Linked DNA regions of Mus musculus: all the other regions are linked to region 5. The links are chromatin contacts, called in public Hi-C, Micro-C and promoter capture Hi-C maps. All regions are on one chromosome and are shown on one strand. Each heading gives the region's core, a stretch centred on a gene start, on an enhancer-like site or on the middle of the called end of the contact. The rest is flanking DNA. Distances are from core to core; before and after follow the strand shown. Region 1 holds the start of Asxl2 (additional sex combs like 2, transcriptional regulator). Region 2 holds the start of Cenpo (centromere protein O). Region 3 holds the start of Adcy3 (adenylate cyclase 3). Region 4 holds the start of Dnajc27 (DnaJ heat shock protein family (Hsp40) member C27). Region 5 holds the start of Dnmt3a (DNA methyltransferase 3A).

Region 1 (2,700 bases), core at 144-2,643, 380 kb after region 5:
TGTTGTCCACTATTAAAGAGGTTGAAATGCTACTAATGCTTGATGAAACTTCAATTTCTCCTTAAGGTTTCTTTTCTTCGTAAATACACGTTTTAAATTTTTCAAAACAATGTTTCTCACAAATACTCATTGCTAAATGACTTTTAAATTCCATATAACAAAATTGGAGTGAGGGGCACTAATCACAACTTCATTGGTCCGGTCCACTTTCACTTTAACTTAAAAAAGAAGAAAAGAAATGAAAAGAAAAGAAAAGAAAAGAAAAGAAAAGAAAAGAAAAGAAAAGAAAAGAAAAGAAAAGAAAAGAGGAGGGGAGGGGAGGAGAGAAAAGGAAAGGAAAGGAAAGGAAAGGAAAAAGGAAAGGAGAAAAAGAAAGCCAATAAACTACACGTCCCACCATGCATTGCAGCCTTACTCAGAGTAGGTCTCTACGGAAACAGAAAAAAAAATTCTGAGTCCCACCTGTTACTTCGTTTCTAAACACCTCCTGCACTTTCAGCTCTCACAGCAAACACAAAAGCCTCGTGACCTCACATTGGCTCCCGGAGCAAGATAAGCGGGGGCCCCGGTCTGGCAGCACCTCTGCCTCGACAGGAGAACGCCACCGAGCTCAAGCGCTCCCCTCTCCTTTCCGGGGCTGGAAGCACGCACAAACCGCCTCCTGTCTGCATCCAATCGGGGCTCTCCGAGGCGCACAAGGGAGAAGAACCGGTTACTGGGCAAGCACAACACACAGGGCCGAGACAAGGGGTAACAGTGTAGGGGCGACAGCGACATGACCCCGAAAGGCAACCTCACAACACCGAGGAGGTCCAGTCGTAGCCACCGCGAGAAGTCGCAGTCGCGCGACGGATTCCTCGCGCCGACGCCTCGGTCTCCTCACGGCTCTCCAACGCGCCCGTAACTGCCGCTCTCTGCGCGCGCTTTCCTGATCCTCAACCCGGTCGCGGGGCCAAGTGACCTCCCTTGCCTTGCGACGGGTGGCCGGCGAGAAAACGAACTCCTGCCAGCCTTTCTCTCTGCTCCCTCCTCCTTACCGTCTTGGCGGCCTCCGCCCAGGTCCTGCCCTTCTTCCTACGGCCCTTTTCCCTCATGTCGGTTCTGACTGACTGGGAGGCTTCCGTGCCCCGGCTCCGGCTGCGTTCCCTCGCCTGCTGCGCCCTGCACTGCTTTTCCCGCGGTGCCAGGAAAGGTGGGAGAAAGGGGAAGTCGGACCCGAGAAGCAACTCAGCGAGCAAGCGGCCGCGGAGGCGCGCAGTGGCGGGGGTAGGGGGCTCTACGGGGTGGCCGGTCCTGCTGCCGCTGCCACTGCTACCGCCGCTGCCATATTGGGTTCTTACTGTACAAGCAGCTTCTGTGGTCACGTGACCCCTGCCGCGCGGCCGTCACTACTGTACGCTGCAGGCCGCGCGAACGAGCGCGCACTTGCGCGCGCCCCCAGCCTCGGCGTCGGACCGGCAGGCTGCAGCAGTTAGCCACGCCCCTGCACTTCCGGTGTCTCCGCATCGAGCCCTTGCGCACGACGGAGGGCGGCCCATGGTCTGTGGGTCGGATGTCTGGCGGTCACACCCGCCGGGAAGATCTTCTGGCGGAAACAGAATCTGCTCCTTTCGGGAAAGGCTGATTGCGCGGTTACGTGCAGCGTGTGTTGAGGAGTGGCTCTGGAAACTTAAAGAGCCCGACGATCAAGTGATCTTGCCAACTACCGTTTTAATCAGCATGTTTTATTTTGTTGTGGTACAGGCTCAGGTAAGGCGGACCTTAAACTCCGAACTTCTGTCTCCCATTACTGGTAATTACAGGCATGCATCGTCTTGTCCTCAAGTTCATTTTTTACAAAGCTTATCTTTTTGAAGACGTACCGCGTGCAGTTCTTGTCTATTATTAATCTGATTAATAGATGAGACAGGTTAGATTGATTTACCAACTCTCTAGTATAGGATGTGAATATACCAAAAACTAAGTTGTTAGCTACCAAGCCTTGTCTCGCAAAGTAAATAGACCTTTTTTAGGCCAACAGAAACCACGTTTATGGCTCAGAGGATAAGTGCACTGACTATTCCGGAGGTTCTGAGTTTAATTCTCAGCAACCACATGGTGGCTCACAACCATGGGATCCGATGCCCTCTTCCGGTGTGTCAGCTACAGTGAAGACAGCTACAGTGTACTCATACATAAAATAAATATTTTTTAAAAAGGAGTTTAGAAATCGCATTGTGTTTTTACATGTGATTGGTATCATCAAAGAAGTATGTTTTATCTCCCTTGGCACAGAGCCTATATGTATCAGGAATCCGTTAAATATTTGTTGAATGGTTCAGCTATGTCTAGTCAAGAAACTATTCACTCTTCATAATGTCAGTAACACCCTCCTGAATATCCAGAACATTTTATCTCTGATTATCTGTTCTTGTAAACAACATAGAGGAGAATGCACAGCGGCTAGGGATGTGGCTCAATGCAAGCTCTCCGCCTCCCATGGGTACTGGGGATTGAGCCTGCAGGCTAGCATAAGCCTTCTACCACTCAGCTGTACTCCAGCCATTCTGTTGTTTTTACATAGGCAGCGTCCCCCTAAATTATCCAGACTGTTCTTGAATTCGTTCTGTAGCTTAGGCAAGTGTACACGGATTTCTATCTTCATGCACACCAGAAGAGGGCATCAGATCTCATTACAGATGGTTGTGAGTCACCATGTGG
Region 2 (2,700 bases), core at 185-2,684, 430 kb before region 5:
AATATCATATGGTCCTAACCCTTAAGAGTTAGTCCAGGAGCTGAGGAGATGCTCCGTGTCCAGAGGACCAGAGTTCAGTTCCTAGAACCCACAGTGGGATGTTCTCACTGCCTATAACTGCAGAAGAGCCTACATCCTACTCTGTCCTCCCATGTGCATACGTCCCACAGACACACACACCTACACGTCTGCACCCATGTGCATACGTCCCACAGACACACACACCTACACGTCTGCACCCATGTGCATATGTCCCACAGACACACACACCTACACAGAATTTAAGTAGATCTTTAAAAAAGGGTTAATCAAATGCGTATGTAAATCACCAAGATGGGAAAGGACCCCTCAGAAAGTTGAACACAGATGTAGGTTGGCACGTTGGTCCCTTTGGCCATTGTTCCTCCACTCTCACCCCTTTGCCAGTGTTTTCCTGGATAAAGATTTCTCTAGAGAAGCAGGTGCTATGTAAATGTCAGTTAGGAGACTTGAGACTCAGAGCTTCTGAAAAACATACTCCTTTTCCCCACTCACTGAGCATTTCTCCTTTTAAATAAACAGCCTCTATTTCTTACTAACAATATTAAGGCAGTGCTAATTTTAGGCCCAGCTTTTTTCTTTTTCTTTCTTTTTTTTTTTTTTTTTTTTTTTTTTTTTGAGACAGGGTTTCTCTGTATAGCCCTGGCTGTTCTGGAACTCACTTTGTAGCCCAGGCTGGCCTCGAACTCAGAAATCTGCCTGCCTCTGCCTCCCAAGTGCTGGGATTAAAGGCGTGCGCCACCTCGCCCGGCTAGGCCCAGTTTTAAAAGGCAGATTGGTGCACAGGCATAAGCGCCACGCTTTCCCCAGCTTCGTTCCCAGGGATCTAAGGGACACTGGAACAACCAATTTCTGGTGAACGCTGTGATAGCAGGGTCTGCGTCGGTTCTTCACAGTCATGCTCTGCCAAAGGGAAGGTTCACTGCGTAGCGCAGACCATTCCCAAACTCTTAGTGATCCCTCCTACAATCATGCCACACGTACTTCCGGAAGCTAAGGGTTGGGCCCAAGAGCAGATCTACTTCCGGCCTCGGCACCCCACCCCCGTTTAGGGTCCCTCCGGATACTCCCCACGCCTCACCTCGAGAACCACCTTGCGCATGCGCCCCAGCTCCCGGAGATAAGCTGCCGTGTGCGGATGGTCTCGATGAAGGTGCAAGGCTGCTGTGGCGGCGTGACAAGCCTGCGCTACCAGTGCGCCGGTGGGCCAGGAAAAGGGAGCCTGAGATAGATCCTTTCGTAATACTAAGTACTGTACAAGGATCTGTGGCTCCACCCCAGAGCATGCCATCTTCCTGATCATCAGACTGGCCGGACGTACCTTGCGGTGCATGCTGGGATTAGTGTGGAGCTGCTGGGCGCCACCATGTTCGTGTACGGCGGAAGCACAAAGCACTCTGGGATCAGTGGGTTACGTTGTTACTTCAGTTGCTCTCGGCGGGAATTCTTAAACTGCATCCTGAGTGAGGGAGCTTTGGCGAGAAAGCAAGACCCAGTGGTAGACAGATTAGCATTACTGTACAGCTTCTTTGGGTGTTCGAGGAAGCCCGGCTGGACCATAGTGGCCACGGCGGTGAGGTAGGCGTGGACAGGGCTGACCAGTCCAAGGTAAGGGACGCCAGCGGGGACACTTTGCTTATCCCGGGACTGTCAGGCAATAGTGGCAATAGATTGGTGATTGCGTGTCTTTTACTATTTACAGTTAAGGACGTTCGGGTCCATGTTAACCCTGCCTTGTACGTCCAGCATCGTAAGAAAAAACACTTGAGAACCCGAAGAGGAGATGGAGTCTGCAAATACTTTGTGTCCAGGCAGGAAGTGCAAAGGAGGTATTCAAAGGGGTTTGGCTTTCTCTGTACCACAGTGTTTCCAGACTTTATTGCAAAGGAAGGGACACTGTAAGGCAGTAACTTTGGCGATTAGATATGGATTTGATTCAGGGCTCTATCTTAGGAAATTTTGTGGCTTGGACACATTATAGTTCTGCCTCATTTTCTTTCTCCTTTAAACAAAACTTAATGTGAAAGCATCATGTGGGTTGAAATTGTTACTAAAAACTAAAAGTTTGATGACTTAATTGTTAAAAATATGTTGCAATCAAGTATAATCCATACCCTAGAACTAAATTACTATGTAATCCCAAATTTGCCAGTAACTTGCCCTTCTGTGTGTCAGCACACCTGGCTAAACAAGTGACGAGTGAAAGTTTGTGAATAATCATCAAACTTCGACAGGTCAATTATTCTCCAGTTCCCTTGTCATCTCCAATCCAAAAGATTGAAACATTTAGTTATGATTATGTTGGTTTTCTCTCTCTGCTTGGCAATTACCACTGCTTATCGTGTGAACTTGGAGAGGAACTAAATACAGCAGAGAGAAGGAACTGCTGTGCTCAGGCTCCAGAGGAAATAAAAGAAGTCAGGAGTCAGTAACGGGAAGAAAAGCAAGTGAAGGGCCAACATGCTGCCTACTGTGGCTCTCTCTTGATCTTATGCAAGTTGGTTTGTTTGTTTTTTAAAGGAGCTATACACTAGTAATTTGATGTCTAGCCTTGGCTGGATAGATGAATGAGCCAGGTCTGGGCTGTCCCAAGACAAATGAAGAAAGGATTTTTGTGAATGTATATTCTTGTGAACCCTGCAAAGTAAATATTGGATCTGC
Region 3 (2,700 bases), core at 75-2,574, 330 kb before region 5:
AGCTCTTCACATAACCTAACAGGCTTTCATCTCTGTTCCCTTGGATCTTGATAACAGCCACTTCTGCATCCAGGGCAGACAGGATCCCCATTTGACTGAGAGCACTGAACCCCCACAAGTCAAACACCATCTGGAGTTAAGCAGAGTTTGCCACAAGCCGTCTCTTGACCTGGGTCATAGACTGGCTGAGCAAGACTTCCTCCACACCAAGATCCAAGGTGCTGTCACCAACTCCAACCAGGCACAGTTGGCTGAGTGGCCCCGAGGCCCAGTGTTCTTTCTCTAGGAAAAACACCATATGACATCGGGGTGCACACTCCCAGGGGCTGAGAGGTAGTCCTCTGAACTGACAACTGGGACCCCAAGGCCGCTCAGGACGTGTTCAACTCCTGGCATTGAAAGCAATCCCACCTGAGTGACACTTGGCTGGAAGAGAAGGAATACAATAGACAGATAGGGAGGAGGGTGGGACTCACCTCCCTCAGCAGCTGCATCCCTTCCAGCTCATCCTGCTGCTGCTGGGCCACAGTGACCCCCAACACAAGCGTGTGCACAACACAGGAGACCACAGAGATGATCACGATGGGGCTGAGGCTGAGGGGCAGCGTTATGAAGAAGGAGAAGACAAAGAAAGCCTGCCAACCCACAGTGTCACTGGCTGCGTGGGCCCGTGAAAAGTTCAGGCCCAGGTAGGAGAAGATCTGGGCCGAGATGAGCAGCCACAGCAGGTAGGGTACCACTTTGCGGCTCACTCGGTCCGGGAGCAGCCCCTTTTTACAGAGCACGAAAAGGATGATGTCCAACACCAGACCGAAGCCTGCCACCATGAGGGGCGCCAGCTTGTCGCTGGAGAAGACCACCGCGCACATCACTACCACGTAGCAGTCAAAGAGGGCCGCAAAGACCACCAGCACCAGCAGGGTCTCATGGCGCTGCCTTTTGAAGTAGGTCTGGTAGAGGTTCTCCAAGGACTCAGGCACGAAGGTCAGCCGCATAAAGCGAGGCAGGCACAGGCAGGACCCCGAGTTCCGCACAGAAATTTCATGGGTCCGGCCGACCCCGCGGTCGGGGTCAGAGGGCAGGCTGACCGAGTATTCAGCTGAGTACTCTGCCGAGTACTCGGGATCCGAGAAGCCCTGGTTCCTCGGCATGTTGGCTGCTGGCTGTTTCTAATGAGGAAGGGAGACCTGCAGGTCAAGCCACTTCACCAGGGCTTCGTAAGACCCGGGGAAGGCGGGGAGGTTCCTCTTGGTTATGAATGAAGGGCGTCCAACTGGAGCTGGAATGCTTAGTGGGTTCCCAGGACACAGGTGGCACCGAACATCTGCAACTTAAAAGGACATGGCTAAGGACATGGCGCCTCTTTCCTTGACCCAACCTACCCCTCATACAGATCCATGCTACACAAGCCTCCAACACCACAGCCTCCCAAGCACGCCCACACACTCAGTCCAGTCCACACCAGACACCCGGTTTCCTGCGTCGGGCTTCTGGAGGGGCCTAGCCATCTCTCCATTCCTTGTATGCCCGGCTCTATCCCTGACTTCCTCACCTAAATTCCCTTCAGGCCCACTGGCTCCAAGCTGAAAAGAAAACGTGCCTGGAAGGAGCCGGAGCGGTCCTGGGGATTCCCTCATCTCCCTTCTGTTTACTTCCTTTCCCCCACCCACCCCTGGGAGAATCCAGCCCCTTCCCAACCTCGGGCTCTGCAGCCTCGTGGAAGTCCATCCAGCCCTGGGTCGTAGCTTGGCGCTGACCTGTGCGGGAACTCGGGAGCCGCGCGCTCCAAACCGGGGCTGCGGAGCCAAGCCAAGTGGGCTTCAGCGAGCCGCAGGCTGCTTCCCGCAGTGCCGCCGCGCCAGCTCGTCCACCCGGAGCCTGTGCGCGGGTCCCCTCGCGGTCAGGCCCCGGGTCAGGCTGGGAGAGGCGCGAGGCTGCGGCTCAGCATCGGTGGGCGCAGAGGACGGCGGCGGCGCGCGCTGCGGATGGCGGGCCCAGGCCGGGGCAGCTTGCCAGCATCCTCTCCCCGCACGCAGGGCGAGCCAGCCGAGTCCGTGCGCTGCGCTCTGCACACTGATTCACACGCGCCGCAGGCCCCAGGAGGCGGGCGGCCCCTCCCCGCCTTGTCGCCGCCTCCTGGGCGCCGGGTGGAGGGGCCCCCTCGCTGTCCCCGGTGTCTCCCTCTTGCCAGCGCCCGGCGACGACTGCGTGGAAACGCCGAATTGGTGGCAGATAGAAAGGAACGAGGCGAATCTGCGCCTTGCCCCCAAACAGGCCGTGTTACGGAAGATCAAAGCCCGGGACGTATCTTCCCTGAAGGTGAGGCGTGCTGGGGCACCCCGGCCGCCCTTCTTCTACCCTGGCTTCCTTCCGGGGACAGGAGAGGCCTCGGGCTGAGGTTTGGGGGCAGCTCCCTGAGTGGGCGCGCCCCATCTCAGTGTCTCCGCCCACCCTGGCAGCCCAGACGTCAAGCGTGGGGCTTGATCTCTCTTCGAGGGAATAAGCAGCCGAAACTGGTGACAAAAGAGGACTGAAGTAGCTTGATTGGTGCCTGGCACGTGGACCTGAAAGAGGCCTTGCTTCACGAAGATCTCCAGTGCACATCCAACCAATTGGGATGTATTTGAGTTCTTCCTTAAAGAAGCAAATGCTCCTTTTGGACCTGTCCATCTCCTAAGCCGTAGCATCAATTATTTTCCT
Region 4 (2,700 bases), core at 106-2,605, 280 kb before region 5:
CTGCAGGACTCCTGGGAACAGAACTGCTATTCACACTCACACTGCACCAACTCACAATATTCCCAACTCTCCTGCCTTTGTAAAACAGAGCTGGAAAATAGTCAATAGTCAATAAATGTTAATCTTCAGCAACTGTTTTGTTAACACATACATGAAGGTCCATATGTAGAACGGGAGCACGCTAAATTGTATAACAGCAATAAACACTTCCTGAGCATCTTCTAGCACAGAGCACTGGCTTACATAGTAGTATGCAAACGCTCCCATTAGAGGTCTTCTGCGTTTGGTTTAGTGAAGACTCCACTTCGGATGCCTTCCCTGTCTGTCGACCTTGGGAATTCTTAACCAACAGTTTCCCAACGTTAAGGGAAGAAAACGAGTAACTGGCATCTAAATTCATTTAGGAAAGGCCTCCCTTCCCAGATGAGAGGAAGTTTAGTAGCTAATAAGCAGCAAATGATACAGAAATGATACACTCAGAAAGATGGTATTTTTTTAAAAAAAAAGACTCCTCCGAGAAAAATGGACGTGACAATACAAAAAATTAAAAACACAAGATCTAGGGCTGTCAGTGCATGTCCCCTGAAACACACTAGGTTGTTGTGCTCTGGTGGTGGGAACATAGACTCCAGGCTGTTCAGGGCTACATTTTTTAGAATCTAACACCTCCCTGGCATCTCTTTAAACAGCAAGGCTGGCAACCACTCTCCCCAACCCGCAGGACCTCGTCCCCTCTCAGGGGAAAAACAGATTTGGTATGTAAACTGATCATTCGACATCGGAATCTAATTACTACCTTCAAATTACAATCAAAGATCAGAGGCCACCCTGACACCTTTTAGGGACAGTGACGTCAGTAAAGAGCCAGCAGCCCAAAGGTCAAAAAGGTCAAGATAGTTTTCCTCTGGAGGCCGCAAGCCCCAGTGAGCTCAGGATGCTAAACTAAGCAGAGAGGAGGCGGAGCTTCAAGCTTTTGAGTGGCGGCTCTCCTAGCCAATGGGAATGTCGCTCTCACAGCACGCGGAGGTCCTGCCCTCGCAGCACGCGGTACTCACTTTCCCCACTTCGGCGTTGCCCATGGAGATGACTTTGATGCGGAGGGACTTGGCGGGCTCCTTCCTCTTCGGCACGTTGGTCTCCATCGCCCTCGCTCTGCCGGGGCCGCGGGTTGTGGTGTCCTTACGCACCCAGCCAGCCTGGAGTCCCTCAGGCCTCCTCGCCCAATGACGGAGCCGCTGTGCTCGTCACCACCCTGGCTCCGCGGCTCGCCATCCCCACCGCTGCCTGGCCGCGGACGGACGAGGGCGGTTGGGAAGCGGCGAGCCGCGGAGGGCGAGCGGAGTCTCGCGATGACTGCGCGCCGTGACGTCATTGCGGGGCCCGGGAGGACTGGGTCTTGGGGTCCTGTTGGGCCAGTGCGGCCCGGTTGCAGGCGATTGGGGTTTCTTTGCCTGGCATCAAGATTGGTCTGTACATGGTGGCAGAAATAGAGCGGCTGTCACGGGGAGTTTTTGACATTTAGTGTAAGGCCCAGTCATGCCAAAGGCTTTTTTTTTCCTGGAATCTTCACCGATGGGTGCCTCTGCTGCCATCCTCCTCTCCGTCAGTACAGTGACTGCAGACTACAGTTTCTGCAGAGGACTGAGCCCAGGATCACAGTGGATTCTGCGGATGTCCCAGTCACCTAAAGATGGTATCCGAGCAAACGCACGCTTTAATTCTGGCACTCAGGAGGCAGAGGCAGGCGGATCTCTATGAGTTCAAGGCCAGGTGGAGCTATATTGTGCAATCCTGTTTCAAAATAAATATATAAAAACCTTTATGTATAAATTGTACATGTGTAGAAAGCTTTATGTAACTTATGCACATCCTCAGCCTACTTGTGTCATCTCACATTATCTGCCCCACTGTCTTAGGGTTACTGTTGCTGTGAAGAAACACCATAACCAAGGCAACTTGGGGAGAAAAGGGTTTAACTTGGCTTACACATCAAAAAAAATTTGGACAGGAGAGATAGGAAAGGAAGCTGGGGGCAGGAGCTGATGCAGAGGCTGTGGAGGAGTGCTGCCTAGTGGCTTGCTCCTCATGGCTCCGTTCAGCCTGCTTTCTTACAGAAGTGAGTTTCTTGGCTTCTACCCAAAACCCAAGAAAGCCAGCATAACTACTCAATACAAAGTAAATGCTATTACAATGTAAATATCATTCTTATGTAAATAGTTGTTAGTCTATATTGTTGTCCTTTAGGGAATAATCACACACAAAAAAGTATCTGTTTAGTACATAATCACCCCTCCCCTGATTATTCTTAATGGACGGTTGCTTCAATCTGCAGACAGCCTGCAAAGGCTTCATCGAAGAAGGTAGCATCAGATGAGAATTGGGAGTCTGACCCTGGTTCTGGAAAAGGACCTTGAACAAGACTCTTTCCTGGTTGAAAACCAGAGTTGCCTTTTGGAGCAGAGGCAGTGTGTGTGTGTGTGTGTGTGTGTGTGTTAATTTTCCCTCTCTGGCATCAGTCTAATGGCCCCCATCCTCAGGAGGAAGACTGGCTGGATAGTTCTTAAGGTTTGTCCAGCTCTGTGATGGTGTGGGATTCTCACAGCTGCCAACATCCAGGCTTAACCCAGAATCTTGTTCCCTTTCCCCTTACCTGACAAGATAAGGTAGATAAGGTAGAATCATAAATTTTACGATAACTTC
Region 5 (2,700 bases), core at 77-2,576:
GCGCCAACGAGGGAGGGCAAGACGGCGTGGAGTAGGGAGTCCGGGTGAGGGCAGGACACGGACCGCGGCCGGAGCCGCTCGGAGGCTCGGGTGTCTCCTGAGGTGAGGGCAACATGGGGACTGAGACCCCCGATCCGCAGCCTCGGCGAGGCCTCGTCCTTCACTGTGCAGATGCGAAGCTTTCAAGGACACGTCTACACCGGCCCGGCGGGGGTGCGTGTGAGTGTATGCAAGGGGAGTCTGCCTCAGGGGGCGACCCCGGCATCCCCACCGGAGACATTTCCAGCCTTGCTGCTCCCGCCCCCGCACCTTCTAGTCCCCCGCGGCCCGGCCCGGGGATCCTCGCCCACTCCCGCCCCGCCCCCATACTGCGGCGCCGCCGCCGCCACCACCACCCCGCTCCCACGGCCCGCAGCGGGGGCAGGGAGGAGCCGGGCGCGACGCCCCCCCCTCCACGCCGTTCCGCCTGGCCTCCGCGGGAGCGTGCGCCCCCGAGCGGGCACGCTCCCCACGCGCGCGCCCCTCCCAGGCCCGCCGGCGCCCCGCACCCCCAAGCCACAGGTGGCCGCGGGAAGATCGCGACGCCGCGCTCCCCGGCGCGGGCCCCGGCCGCCCCTGGGCCCTGCCGGGGGCCTCCAGGGTCCCCCCCGCCGCGCGGAGCCTGCAGGCCCGGGGGAGGGGCGGGGCGGGCGCGGGGCCCGGGTCGTGCCAGGCTGCCATTTTCTGCCGTGGCCACGGCGCTCCCCGGCCGCCCGCGCCCCCTCCCCCTCCTCTCCCCTCCCGCCGCCCGATTCCCGGTCCCGTCCGCACTCCGCAGCGCACGGCCGCAGGCCCCGACCGGGCCCCCGGGCGGGGGCAGAGCCCGGAAGGCGGAGGCGGCGGGGCCCTGCGGCAGCGCGCGTCGGGCGGCGCGCAGGCCGGCGGAGGCCCCCCGCGGCATTGTACGGACTTGAACTTGAGCCCGGGCCGGGCGGGGGCGCCGAGGGGCGTCCGCGGCGGAGGCGGCGCGCAGAAGAGGAGCGGCGGGCGAGCGGCGGGGACATAAACAAACCCTCGGCCCGGGCGGTCCGCGCTCTCAGCACCGCGCGCCGAGTTGCGGGGTCCGAGCCGCGCTCCCCACCGCCTTGCTGTGCCCTCCCGCCCGCCCGCCCTCTCAGCTCCCGGGCCGCAGGCCGTGCTGGTTACCGTGTGGCCCGGCGGGTCGGGCGGCCCGGCTCGCCCTGCTGCCGCGGCGCCGCGTCCCGGCTCGTCCTCTGCTCGCGCCGCCGCCCGCGCCGCCTCCCGGCCCGCCCGCTGCCTGCCGCGCTCCCTCCCTCCGTCGCTGTCGCGCTCCCTCTCTCCGCCTCCTCCGCCGGGTCCCCCCCGCCCGCCTCTTCTCTCCGCCTTCCTCCTTCCCTCCCTCCGGCCGCCCGCCGCCCAGGCCTCCGCCCGCCGCTCGCCCCCCGTGGCCGCGCTGGCTCTGGCCCCGGCGCTGCGGAGCCGCCCGGGAGGCAACCCCGGGGGCCCCGGGGCGCCGCGGCGGGAGCTATCCGAGCCGCGGACGGTCCTAGCGCCCCCGGCGGGAGGAGCGGGTTCGGGACCCCGCCGCGCCCCGACTGCGGCGCTCCGGGCCGGGCACCCTGCCGGAGCTGCGATCTCGGCCGCCCTGTGCCCCTCGGGTGGTCCCCCGGCCGCAACCTCCCCACCTTGCGGCGCCCCTCTACCTGGCGCGGCTTCTGCGCTGGGTCCCCGCATCCAGCACTGGTCGTAGGGACAGCTGCCCCTCCTCTCCCGGGCCGGTGTCAAGTGCCTGCCCCCCCCCGTCCCCCCCCCTCGCCGCCCGCGGAGCCCCCGGCGGCCTTCGCCCTGCAGTTCTCCCGACCTCCACCAGAGCCCACTGCGCTTTGCGCGCCTCAGCACTGGGGCTGGGGACAGCAGCGCCTGCTCAGCCGCGTCGCCACCCACAGCCAGGTGCCGCGGTGGCCAGACGGCTGCACAGGGCCAAGGTCGGAGCGCCTGGCGCCTCGAGGCCATCCTAGAGCATCGAGCACCGCCACGGAGTGGGCTCCCTAGAAGGCAGTAAGCTTTCCGTACCTTGAGGTGTCCAAAAAGAGTTGGATGCCCTCAGGTGGGCTCTGGAAAGATCTGAAGAGGTGGAAGGTTGAACTAAATGACATTGAAGGCCTGCCTCTTCCAGCTGCAAGATTCTCTGCAGACGGGCACTAGACCTGGCTCCCTCAGTGTGGGGGTGCTCTCAGGGCTCCGGGTCTGTAGTGCTCACCTCTCCAGCTACCATCACTGGAGCTTGGCACTGAATCCCCTGACTCCCAGCCTCCTTGTCAGGCTCCTCCCTCCTGTCACTGGACAGCACCATCCATCCAGCCCTTCAGTGCCCCAGTGTCCTGAGTTGCATCTCCCACACCCACGGCACACTTATTTGCAGACCCTCAATGCTGAAGCAGGTTCCCATAGAACACGCCCCACCTAGAACACTTCACCCCATTTGAGGATCAAAGGGACAGTTGCCTAATTCATTGAAATACAGAACCACCCTTTCCTATTTGCAGGGCACATTTACACTTCAGTCTTCCCTACCCCAAAGCAACTGTCCTGACCTTTCCTAATAGCACTCAATATCGCACCCCCACCCTCCACTACTGGTGTTCATTTCTGCCACCCATAGTCTTTCACCTGGCCAGTTCTTAGGACTCGTCATGCCCT

The links. Promoter capture Hi-C pulls out the DNA fragments that hold promoters and counts their contacts. Hi-C and Micro-C count contacts between places; a contact is called where the count stands out from the background.
Region 1: a contact with region 5 is called in a Micro-C map of embryonic stem cells, with 2.1 times the contacts expected there. The contact joins the promoter of Asxl2 here to the promoter of Dnmt3a in region 5. A contact is called at or near these places in 1 of 39 promoter capture datasets (hippocampal neurons), 1 of 484 Hi-C or Micro-C datasets (embryonic stem cells), 1 of 115 datasets of contacts at active chromatin or transcription factors (pancreatic cancer cells) and 1 of 9 other capture datasets (liver).
Region 2: a contact with region 5 is called in a promoter capture Hi-C map of pre-B cells. The contact joins the promoter of Cenpo here to the promoter of Dnmt3a in region 5. A contact is called at or near these places in 7 of 39 promoter capture datasets (the C10 cell line, cranial neural crest, frontonasal cranial neural crest and 3 more), 3 of 115 datasets of contacts at active chromatin or transcription factors (embryonic stem cells and microglia) and 2 of 9 other capture datasets (liver and pancreatic islet).
Region 3: a contact with region 5 is called in a Hi-C map of CD8 T cells, with 4 times the contacts expected there. The contact joins the promoter of Adcy3 here to the promoter of Dnmt3a in region 5. A contact is called at or near these places in 2 of 484 Hi-C or Micro-C datasets (CD4 T cells and CD8 T cells) and 1 of 115 datasets of contacts at active chromatin or transcription factors (embryonic stem cells).
Region 4: a contact with region 5 is called in a promoter capture Hi-C map of liver, with 3 times the contacts expected there. The contact joins the promoter of Dnajc27 here to the promoter of Dnmt3a in region 5. A contact is called at or near these places in 20 of 39 promoter capture datasets (the 3T3-L1 cell line, 3T3-L1-derived adipocytes, the C10 cell line and 13 more), 1 of 15 datasets of contacts at CTCF or cohesin (pro-B cells), 22 of 484 Hi-C or Micro-C datasets (CD4 T cells, CD8 T cells, the HL-1 cell line and 15 more), 16 of 115 datasets of contacts at active chromatin or transcription factors (embryonic hindbrain, embryonic limb bud, embryonic stem cells and 5 more) and 3 of 9 other capture datasets (adipose tissue, embryonic stem cells and liver).

What each region holds. Positions count from the first base shown.
Region 1 is chr12:3,425,550-3,428,249 of GRCm38.p6, reverse strand. Asxl2 (additional sex combs like 2, transcriptional regulator) reads right to left here and starts at 1,393. Exons shown (of 13, transcript NM_001270988.1): 1 at 1,038-1,393. The coding sequence starts at 1,094. It overlaps 1110002L01Rik (RIKEN cDNA 1110002L01 gene), which reads left to right and starts at 1,503. Exons shown (of 3, transcript NR_030694.1): 1 at 1,503-1,749.
Region 2 is chr12:4,232,699-4,235,398 of GRCm38.p6, reverse strand. It overlaps Cenpo (centromere protein O), which reads left to right and starts at 1,434. Exons shown (of 7, transcript NM_134046.6): 1 at 1,434-1,647; 2 at 1,742-1,868. The coding sequence starts at 1,823. It overlaps Ptrhd1 (peptidyl-tRNA hydrolase domain containing 1), which reads right to left and starts at 1,386. Exons shown (of 2, transcript NM_001204912.2): 1 at 1,121-1,386. The coding sequence starts at 1,372.
Region 3 is chr12:4,132,777-4,135,476 of GRCm38.p6, reverse strand. Adcy3 (adenylate cyclase 3) reads right to left here and starts at 1,324. Exons shown (of 21, transcript NM_138305.3): 1 at 477-1,324. The coding sequence starts at 1,151.
Region 4 is chr12:4,081,229-4,083,928 of GRCm38.p6, reverse strand. It overlaps Dnajc27 (DnaJ heat shock protein family (Hsp40) member C27), which reads right to left and starts at 1,355. Exons shown (of 7, transcript NM_153082.4): 1 at 1,056-1,355. The coding sequence starts at 1,142.
Region 5 is chr12:3,805,606-3,808,305 of GRCm38.p6, reverse strand. It overlaps Dnmt3a (DNA methyltransferase 3A), which reads right to left and starts at 1,326. Exons shown (of 23, transcript NM_007872.4): 1 at 1,186-1,326.